3 separate regions of the Mus musculus genome follow, and regions 1 and 2 are each linked to region 3. The links are chromatin contacts, called in public HiChIP or PLAC-seq maps. All regions are on one chromosome and are shown on one strand. The core of a region is the stretch at or near the end of the contact, and the rest is flanking DNA. Distances in the headings are between cores, read along the strand shown. Region 1 overlaps Erc1 (ELKS/RAB6-interacting/CAST family member 1). Region 2 overlaps Erc1 (ELKS/RAB6-interacting/CAST family member 1). Region 3 overlaps Wnt5b (wingless-type MMTV integration site family, member 5B).

The links. HiChIP or PLAC-seq counts read pairs in DNA pulled down with a chosen protein or histone mark.
Region 1: a contact with region 3 is called in an H3K27ac HiChIP or PLAC-seq map of double positive thymocytes, with 4 times the contacts expected there. The contact joins two enhancer-like sites. A contact is called at or near these places in 2 of 15 datasets of contacts at CTCF or cohesin (large pre-B cells and pro-B cells), 68 of 484 Hi-C or Micro-C datasets (the 63-12 cell line, the AML12 cell line, B cells and 42 more) and 9 of 115 datasets of contacts at active chromatin or transcription factors (the 230-238 cell line, T-cell acute lymphoblastic leukemia, astrocytes and 6 more).
Region 2: an H3K27ac HiChIP or PLAC-seq map of regulatory T cells shows a contact between it and region 3, with 3 times the contacts expected there. The contact joins two enhancer-like sites. A contact is called at or near these places in 1 of 15 datasets of contacts at CTCF or cohesin (large pre-B cells), 33 of 484 Hi-C or Micro-C datasets (CD4 T cells, CD4 single positive thymocytes, CD8 T cells and 21 more), 9 of 115 datasets of contacts at active chromatin or transcription factors (CD4 single positive thymocytes, DN3 thymocytes, T-cell acute lymphoblastic leukemia and 6 more) and 3 of 9 other capture datasets (adipose tissue, liver and pancreatic islet).

What each region holds. Positions count from the first base shown.
Region 1 is chr6:119,710,720-119,713,419 of GRCm38.p6, reverse strand. All of the region lies in intron 16 of Erc1 (ELKS/RAB6-interacting/CAST family member 1), which reads left to right. Among named protein-coding and RNA genes, the nearest start is that of Erc1, 140 kb to the left of the region's middle. Within about 2 kb of position 1,284, at least 20 of the 459 cell types and tissues checked have an H3K27ac peak or open chromatin away from gene starts, as enhancers often do. A contact at or near this core is called in the P5424 cell line, T-cell acute lymphoblastic leukemia and double positive thymocytes, where this site is marked.
Region 2 is chr6:119,747,951-119,750,650 of GRCm38.p6, reverse strand. It overlaps Erc1 (ELKS/RAB6-interacting/CAST family member 1), which reads left to right. Exons shown (of 21, transcript NM_053204.2): 12 at 673-813. Among named protein-coding and RNA genes, the nearest start is that of Erc1, 99 kb to the left of the region's middle. Within about 2 kb of position 1,385, at least 16 of the 459 cell types and tissues checked have an H3K27ac peak or open chromatin away from gene starts, as enhancers often do. A contact at or near this core is called in T-cell acute lymphoblastic leukemia, double positive thymocytes, memory CD8 T cells and 1 more, where this site is marked.
Region 3 is chr6:119,498,076-119,500,775 of GRCm38.p6, reverse strand. All of the region lies in intron 1 of Wnt5b (wingless-type MMTV integration site family, member 5B), which reads left to right. Among named protein-coding and RNA genes, the nearest start is that of Gm30690, 19 kb to the left of the region's middle. Within about 2 kb of position 1,280, at least 83 of the 459 cell types and tissues checked have an H3K27ac peak or open chromatin away from gene starts, as enhancers often do. A contact at or near this core is called in the P5424 cell line, T-cell acute lymphoblastic leukemia, double positive thymocytes and 2 more, where this site is marked.

The DNA of each region.
Region 1 (2,700 bases), core at 35-2,534, 210 kb before region 3:
AAACATGCAACATGTATGTTCTTTACATGACTGCAAAACCCCAGCTTGGATGTGAATGAGAACATAAACATGTCTCAATTAGAAAATACTTTATTTTATATCATTTTTCAAGGAGCCTTTGCAGTTGTAGAGGTGATAGCAGCTCTGATCAGCATGTGTATAGGTGCGGTGGCACTCCACTGCCACACGGCCCTTGAGAGGTTCTGCTATTGCTGGCCATGGCCTTTGTTTCACTTGCTTCCACTTCTCTCCCAGGTCTCTGTATGCTTGCTTTTGACTCTATTAGATGAAGAATAAGTGAAGATGGGAGCTGTAAATTGAAGGAACAGTTTTAGTAAATGAACGCCGTAATCTTGGTTTACAGCTTGAAAATTTGACTTGAGGTTTTAAATCCACCTACCACAGATACCATAATACTTAATTTTTGTAGCACCCTATTCCTTGTAGCCCTTGTTTATGTGAGAGAATGATAAATACTATCTAGGTGTCTTAGGTTTCAATTTCTATGATAAAACACAATAACTAAAAGTAGCTTGGGTAAGAAAGGGTTTATTTCCGTTTGCATCCCAGTCCATCAGTGAGGGACTGCAGGTCAGGAACTCAGATGGGGTAGGGATCTGGAGGCAGGAGGCCCCTCCATGCAGGGGCCTGGAGGAGTGCTGCTTACTAGCTTCCATTCAGCTGGCTTGCTCAGCCTGCTTTGTTATATATAGCACCCCAGGTTCAAATGCCCAGGTGGCTGGGGCCTTCAATATCAAATAAGGAAATGCAAATTGGACTGATTTTCTGTTGAGGGTTACTCTTCTCAGGTGACTTAGCACATGTCAAATGGCCACACACCTAGTCCAAGACACTAGGTAAGTTCAGTGGCATAGATGTAGGAATCCCATGGGCTAGCCTCCCTCCTGAGAAGCTGCTGTTACTGGGAACTAAGGAAATCAAACTGTAAAAGAAGTGCCCACTTCAGGGCATATATACTATAGTAGGTACCTCATAGAGTCCATTTATAGCTGTGGTAGCTCAGTCATAGTCTTTAGTGCTGTTGTGTCCCTGAGTGTCTGACAGTATTTATAAGATTGGCTATATCAATGCCTGGAGCATATAAGTTTATAATTGTCCTAACTTTTTGACTGATCACTTTATTCATAATTAATGGCATTGTCTCTTTATTAATTTTGACTTGATGCCATCTCTTAGAAGCGTCTGACTTAGTTAGGGTTACTGTCTAGTGAGCCCCAGCATTCAGATCGTCTGACTCCTCCCAGCTTTGTTTTGCACCCCAGTTCTTGTGGTGAAGCTCAGATCCCTAGGCTAGCACTGCAGGTGCTCTGAGCATCCCAGCCCCGCCCTCTTCTCTTTGACTTTGTGTTAATGCCTTCCACCTGCAACTTTTGTCCAGCTAGCCTGACGTGCATGTTAGTAAGATCATATTCCACCTCTATGAACTAAACTTTATTTACTCCCTAGATATGTGATTCATTACTTGAAATATGATTTACAAAATGTACAGCTTAATCTTAAAACAAGGTACTGACAGTTACCGGTTATCTTTTGTCTGCCAACTCCCGAGATAAGTGCTTTGTTCACCCTATTGTTTAATCATCTAAACAGCACATCTGGGCAGAAAAACGAGCCTTTGTACTCACTGGTCCTCTCGTAGAACAGTACAGAATAGTTTCATTTCTTAGAGTACTAGATCTCTCTACTTGAAGCAGCATCCCTATTTGTAACAGTAGGATGTAGCCTACTTCTCTAGAACTTCTGTGACCTTTCAGGTCTGAGGCATGTGTCTTTATAGAGCTTTTGAATATTTCCTTTCACTTACCTCTGTTTTGTAACCTGTTATTCTTAGCTATTTATGTAATGTATAATAGGTATATTACTTGAAAATACACCCACTAATTTCTCTAGTAGAATATGAACTCCCTGGGCGCAGGAGGTATGTCTGTGTACTGTTATGGCTTTGGCAGTGACAACCTCCTGGGAAAACAGTGGCATTAAGTGAGCATCTAAGTGACATAATTCTATTTCATTAGTGAGGGAATGAGTGGAGTTTCAGCCTGACCTCTGACTGCATGCCTGAGGACTGCAGTCACTCTAGTAACTAAACATCCTGGAGGATAGTAATATTTCTATGATTTTGCAATAGTTATCAAAGCAGTATTTTAGAATATTGTATTCTCTGATTCAGCTAGTTTTTTATGCTGCATTTACTAAAGCTCTTCATCTGAACAGAATATCATAATTTCAGTTATATACTTAAATTCTTAGAATAGCTATTTTCAAGTAGTTTACATTCCTTAGTTCTTGATTTTTAAAAGATTATAGCTGGAAAGCACAAATAAAACCTACAAATCAATATTATCTTTACTCTAAGAGTAGGAAAGTATATGTCTCAACATCCTAGCCCCCTGTTGCTTGCTATTTTAGCTAAGGAAAGCTAGCATGCAAGACTCAGGTAACAGCTGGTTCTCAGTGGAAATAGGAAGTGGTTTGTAAAACACAAGTATGTATGAATTCAGAACTTTCAGAGCATTATAATGTCATGTAATATAGTGTTCATTAAATGAAAATCTTTTGGTAAATTGATTTTATTTCCTTTTGGATAATACTTCTGTCCTTTGTAAATAAGTTTGACATTAGGAGTTTCAATATTTGTCTCATCTTTTCCTGCCTTAGAAATAGGTTTTTAATGTTTTA
Region 2 (2,700 bases), core at 136-2,635, 250 kb before region 3:
ATCATAGCCTATAACTTGATTCACTTCGTGAGTTTTGTTCTTATTTTTTAATAATCCTATCAGAATCACTTAAGTAGCTACAAAGTTCAATGTTGTGTAATGACAAATCCAGTAGGTCTGTCTAATTACTGTAGAAAGTTTGTAGAAGTAAGTTTCTACAAGAACTTCCTGCTAAGAGAGGGAAAACATGCATGCTCAAATCAGTGTAGTTACTGAGTTTGGCTACTTCTGTTCTTAAAGCTCATTCCCCTTTACCTTGGGAGAATAAGTGCAGTGGGTTAGAGCCTTGTTCTGTTTTTGAGACAGGGCCTCCTGTAATTCAGGCTGGCCTTCAACTTCTGATCCTCCTGCCTCTACCTCCTGAGTTCTGCAGCTACAGGTGTGTTCTGTGCCTTGTTTATGTGTAGCTGGAGATTGAACCTAGGACGTAATGCCTACTAGGCAAACTCTTTACCTGAGTTTCATCCCCAGGCGTTTTTAGGACTCTTTATTAGTACTGAGGATCCACCTGCTTTTAACTGATATCTGAAAGCTAAGCCAGTGTCTGGAAGTTTTATAGTTCATGGATGTTCTTGAAATGGAAACGTCCAAATACTATGAATATATGTTAAAAAAATTAAATCCACATTTTATTTCACAGTATTTATTGTAACTATGCCTTGCTTCTTTTAGGCTTCTCTCTTGGATATCAAAGAGCATGCTTCTTCCCTGGCTTCCTCAGGACTCAAAAAGGACTCGCGGCTCAAGACCCTAGAAATTGCTCTTGAGCAGAAGAAGGAAGAGTGCCTAAAAATGGAGTCACAGTTGAAAAAGGTTGAAGAAAAAGTTACCATTATTGTTTTTCTTTACATAGGAACACTGTAGATAGCTCTGAGTGCCTTTTTTTTTTCTTTTTCTTTTTTTAAAGTTAAGGATTTATAGTGACAATATAGAATTTAGAGTTATTTTTATTTTTTATTGTTTTAAGGTATTGCAGTTATAACCAAATACCTAAGATAAACAGTACTGAAGTAGGAAAAGATTTATTTAGCTTTGTAGTTTGAAAAGTTACAGTCCAAGGTTAGATGATTCCAATGCTTCTAGTGTTTAGTGAGGCAGAACATCCTGGCCACCAGGAAAGCAGCAGATAGAAGCGAGGACAAAGTGTTCATCTCAGATCGTGTCCTTAGTGATCTGCTTCCTCTGCTGAGATCCCACCTCTCAGTCTGACCCCTCAGCGGTGCCATCACAGTGTGGTTCAGGGATTAACCCACAGATTTGGTCAGATGTGCTGTCTCGTTTCCAATCACCCCAGTAATGAACACTGGCACATCAAGCTTCAGCACACGGAGGAGGAAGACTTTGATCTCGGGGATGGGGTGGGGGTGGGGTGGCTTCTAGAAGGTTCCTGCAGACTGCGCTTTGCTGTTTCTCTTTCCCTTTGCTCATACCATTCTGTAGTTTTCAGTCACTCCAATTAGGCTAGACATTTGATAGTGAATTAACATCCTGGCTTGTTACTAGAATCATTTTTGAAGTCTGTGCTATTTTAACAGTTCCATAATACATATTGTACATTTTGATTACTGTCACCTTCTCTCCCATTTTCATTTTTTTTACATGCCCCCCAAGTCCCTTTCTTGAATTCAGCTTTTGTTGTTGTAATTGTTGCTGTTGTTTTTTGTTTCTTGTATGACACTGAGTTTAAAGCCAGGTGTCTTAGTTTACATTCTGTTGCTGTGATAAACACCTTGGCCACAAACAACATGAGGAGGAAAGGGTTTATTTCGAAAAGCTTACAGTTCACCATGATGAGCAATGAGGGCAGGAACTGAGGCAGAGGTTATGGAAGGATGGTTGATCTCCATGGCTTATTATACAACCATCTGCCCAGGGTGGCACTGCCCACATGGGGTGAGCCTCGCCACATCAAGAATTAGTTAATAAAGTACTCCATAGACTGTAGACAGCCTGATGGAGGCAATCTCTCAATTGAGATTTCTTCTTCCTAGACGCTTTTAACTTGTGTTAAGTTAATAAAAACAAACCAGCACAGCAGGGCTGTGTGACCATGGTTTGGTGTTAATGAGTGGAACATGTTGAGCTCATCAGTGCTGACCACAGTGTTTGCCACTCACCTGAAATCTATTCAGTAGATCATAGTATAGCAGGATGGACTAGGACCACATAGGACCCTCCACAATTCCCAGTTGACTGTTGACAGCAGTCCCATCTCCTGGAAGCCTACTGCTGTCAGCCACATGAGATCATGACTACATCATGCCCGCAAGGTAGCATTTTTCCTGCATATGTCTCACCCTTACATTCTTAATACCTTCTCTTCAGTTATGCTCCCTTAGCCCGAGAGGGAGTGGTATATGTTGTTGAGGGCTGAGCACTAAACCATCACCTTTTCTTAGTATCTTGAGCAACCATGAGTCTTTTGCATTTTGCCATTTCTCATTCCAAAGACAACATTATCTGATTAAGACAGAGAGTAATATACATGGGTATAATTATAGATATTTAGAAAGCAGCTTGGCACTATTTCAACTTAGCTAAAGACCAGCACTAAGTTACCCCTTAAATAATACTAAAACCCTAGTTGTTTTAATTGTGTTTATAGCATTAGAAATGTTAATACTTATTGTGTAGTGGGCCCCCAAACTAATGATGGAGTTCTTGGTTGTCCCCATAACAGTAGTGTCACTATTGCACCGG
Region 3 (2,700 bases), core at 31-2,530:
GGTAGGGGGTTTTCGAAGGGGAAACTAGAAAAAGGGATAACATTTGAAATGTAAATAAAGAAAATATCTAATTTTAAAAAAGGAAAAAAAAGAAAGGTGCGTGCAGTAGCCTGCTCTGTCCCCCTGCACTGAAGACATGCAGGTAGATCCTGGGGGCTCGCCAGCTGGCCAGTCAGGATGAGACAGTGAGCTCTAGGTTTGGTGAGATAGCCCATCTCAAAATTAATTAAGTAGTTAATTAAAAATAATGTGGAGTTGGGTGTGATCACTGTGCCTTTAGTCTCAGCACTTTCAAGACAGAGGCAGGGGGATCTCTTGTGAGTTTGAGGCCAGCCTGTCTCAAACACAAAAAAATAATGTGGAGAGCAATTGAGGAAGACACCAGATGTCAACAGCTGGCCTGCACATGCGCCAGCACACACACACACACACACACACACACACACACACACACCAAAACAAAACACTGTCACACATCTAAGAATTACCCATAACTCTCTCTTCCTGCCAGGCTGCAAGCATAGGAAACGGGCACTAAGGTTTGTTCACTGCTGTCCCCTCCCAGCTCAGAGGTACACGTCTTAGATGGACACTGCATAACCACCCATGATGACTGGGCACCTTCTGCACAGAGACAGAAGCACAAAAACAGCGAGTAGCCTCATACACCGTCTGGGGCACAGGATGACCCAGTGGCACTTTTATGGAGTTCCTTTGGGCCAGCCCTCAGAGGCAAGTTCCCCAATCAGACAGGGAGGGAATAGTTTCCCAGCTAGACACAACACATGCGTGGAGGGACACAGAAGACTGAGTGGTTGATTGTGGCCTGGTGAAGACTGGGATTTAGGAGGCTACAGTCCCTGAGGACACTGGAGGCTTGGAGCCTCCATCGTGAGGGGCTAGACTTTGCCAACTACCTTTAGATCCAACTGCATTTTTAGGAAGAAACGTCTAGGGATAAGTGGGTGGTGAACACTGTTCTCCCCAAATGCATATCTGGCGAGTGTGGGTCACTCAAAGACCACACTGGCAAAGTGGTGGGTCAGATGAAAATCTGTGTCCAGTTAAAAGTTGGTGTCGTGGTAGGCACCTGAGGGGGTGGGGACAGAGGACACGGCCACCCAGTTTTGTAAAAAGCTGAAGGAGGTTTCAGGGCCTTTCTCATTGATCCAGGAGCTTCAGGGAATTTAAAAACAAAGCATACAGCCGCATGCTTTGAAGTCCTGCCTCTTGCCTGTGCCTGCGTGAACAATTGGATGTGAGCAGGAAGCTTTGGGGGTGTGGCCTTGCCAGTGCACTGTCAGCAGAAGCTGCCTTGCCCTGCCTGGAAACCCTGCCTAGGCTTCAGCCTGGTCTTGTATAAGTTATGTAATATAACCGTTCCAAGACAGTTCTCGCTGTGCTATGGAGAGGTGGTGTAGGAATGCATTGGAAAAGTTAGGGGATTTTCCTCCCTCCTCCTCCTCCTCCTCCTCCTCCTCCTCCTCCTCCTCCTCCTCTTCCTCCTTTTCTTCTTCTTCTTCTTCTTCTTCTTCTTCTTCTTCTTCTTCTTCTTCTTCTTCTTCTTCTTCTTCTTCTTCTTCTTTTCTTCTTCTTCTTCTTTTCTTCTTCTTCTTCTTTTCTCCTTCTCCTCCTCCTCCTCCTCCTCTTCCTCTTCCTCCTCCTCCTTCTTTGTCTTTTATGAACTCAACACTGTATTTCCAAAGTAATTTTGGCTAGCAGTGACTAAACAAGCTACTCCTAAGCTAGCTGGGAAAGATCTAAATGCGTCCTCAGCCATCTCCGGCACATGCATCCCTGCTTGCCTTTAAAAGTCTGAGCAAACACGTGTGGATGGGCTGGACTCTAAGAACAATATTTTTACATGGGCTTATATGGACAGATAAACAAAGCCCCAAGGGAGGGAAAGAAAAGCGTCATTAAAACGGGAAGACGGATCTCCTGCAGGCATGTCCCACTTTAGCTTTGAAGGCTCAGGGTTCTGCTAGCGTTGAGCAAAAGAAATCTCGCACATCCGTCCTGTGTCTGTCCCCTCTGCAGAGTAGGTCTTGGGGCATGACTTAATGACAAGAGGAGGGGACACCAGTACAGTGCCACTGGGAGGTGCTCCTCCTCATTTGTCAGGGATAACCCAAAACTTCCTGCTGTTGCCACCCTCGGAAGAGCCCATCAGAAGCTCTTGAGGGCCTCTGAGCTTCCATGAGGCCTCTCTGGGTCAGGCCTCTCTGCCTTCTGTCTCTGCTGAGCCACATCTGATGGTCATAGGCACTCCAGAAGGCAGGTGGTTTATTTTGTTTTGTTTTGTTTCATTTTTTGAGACAGGGTCTTACAATGTACCTTTGACTGGTCTGGAATTTGCATAGTAGAACAGGCTGGCCTCAAGCTCTCCAAGATGTTCCTGCTCCTGCCAGGCGGATTCTCAGTAGGAGATCAGCACACAGGGGTGTGGGGGCGCTTATACTTTACCGAGGAAGCTAATGTGAGCTCCAGGGAACTGACTGAGCTTGGTTTCTGGGGAGCCATCGGAATGTGATTGTTCCCCTGGGCAAGCTCCTCAGAGGAAAGGTCCTGTCTAAGGAGGTGGCTAGAAGAACATCCCCGTGCACTCAGTGTGTGTCACCATTGAGGAACATGAGAAAATGTATGGGCTTCCATGCACCCCAGCAGATCTCTCCTGTATACATTTGCATGGCTTAGAAT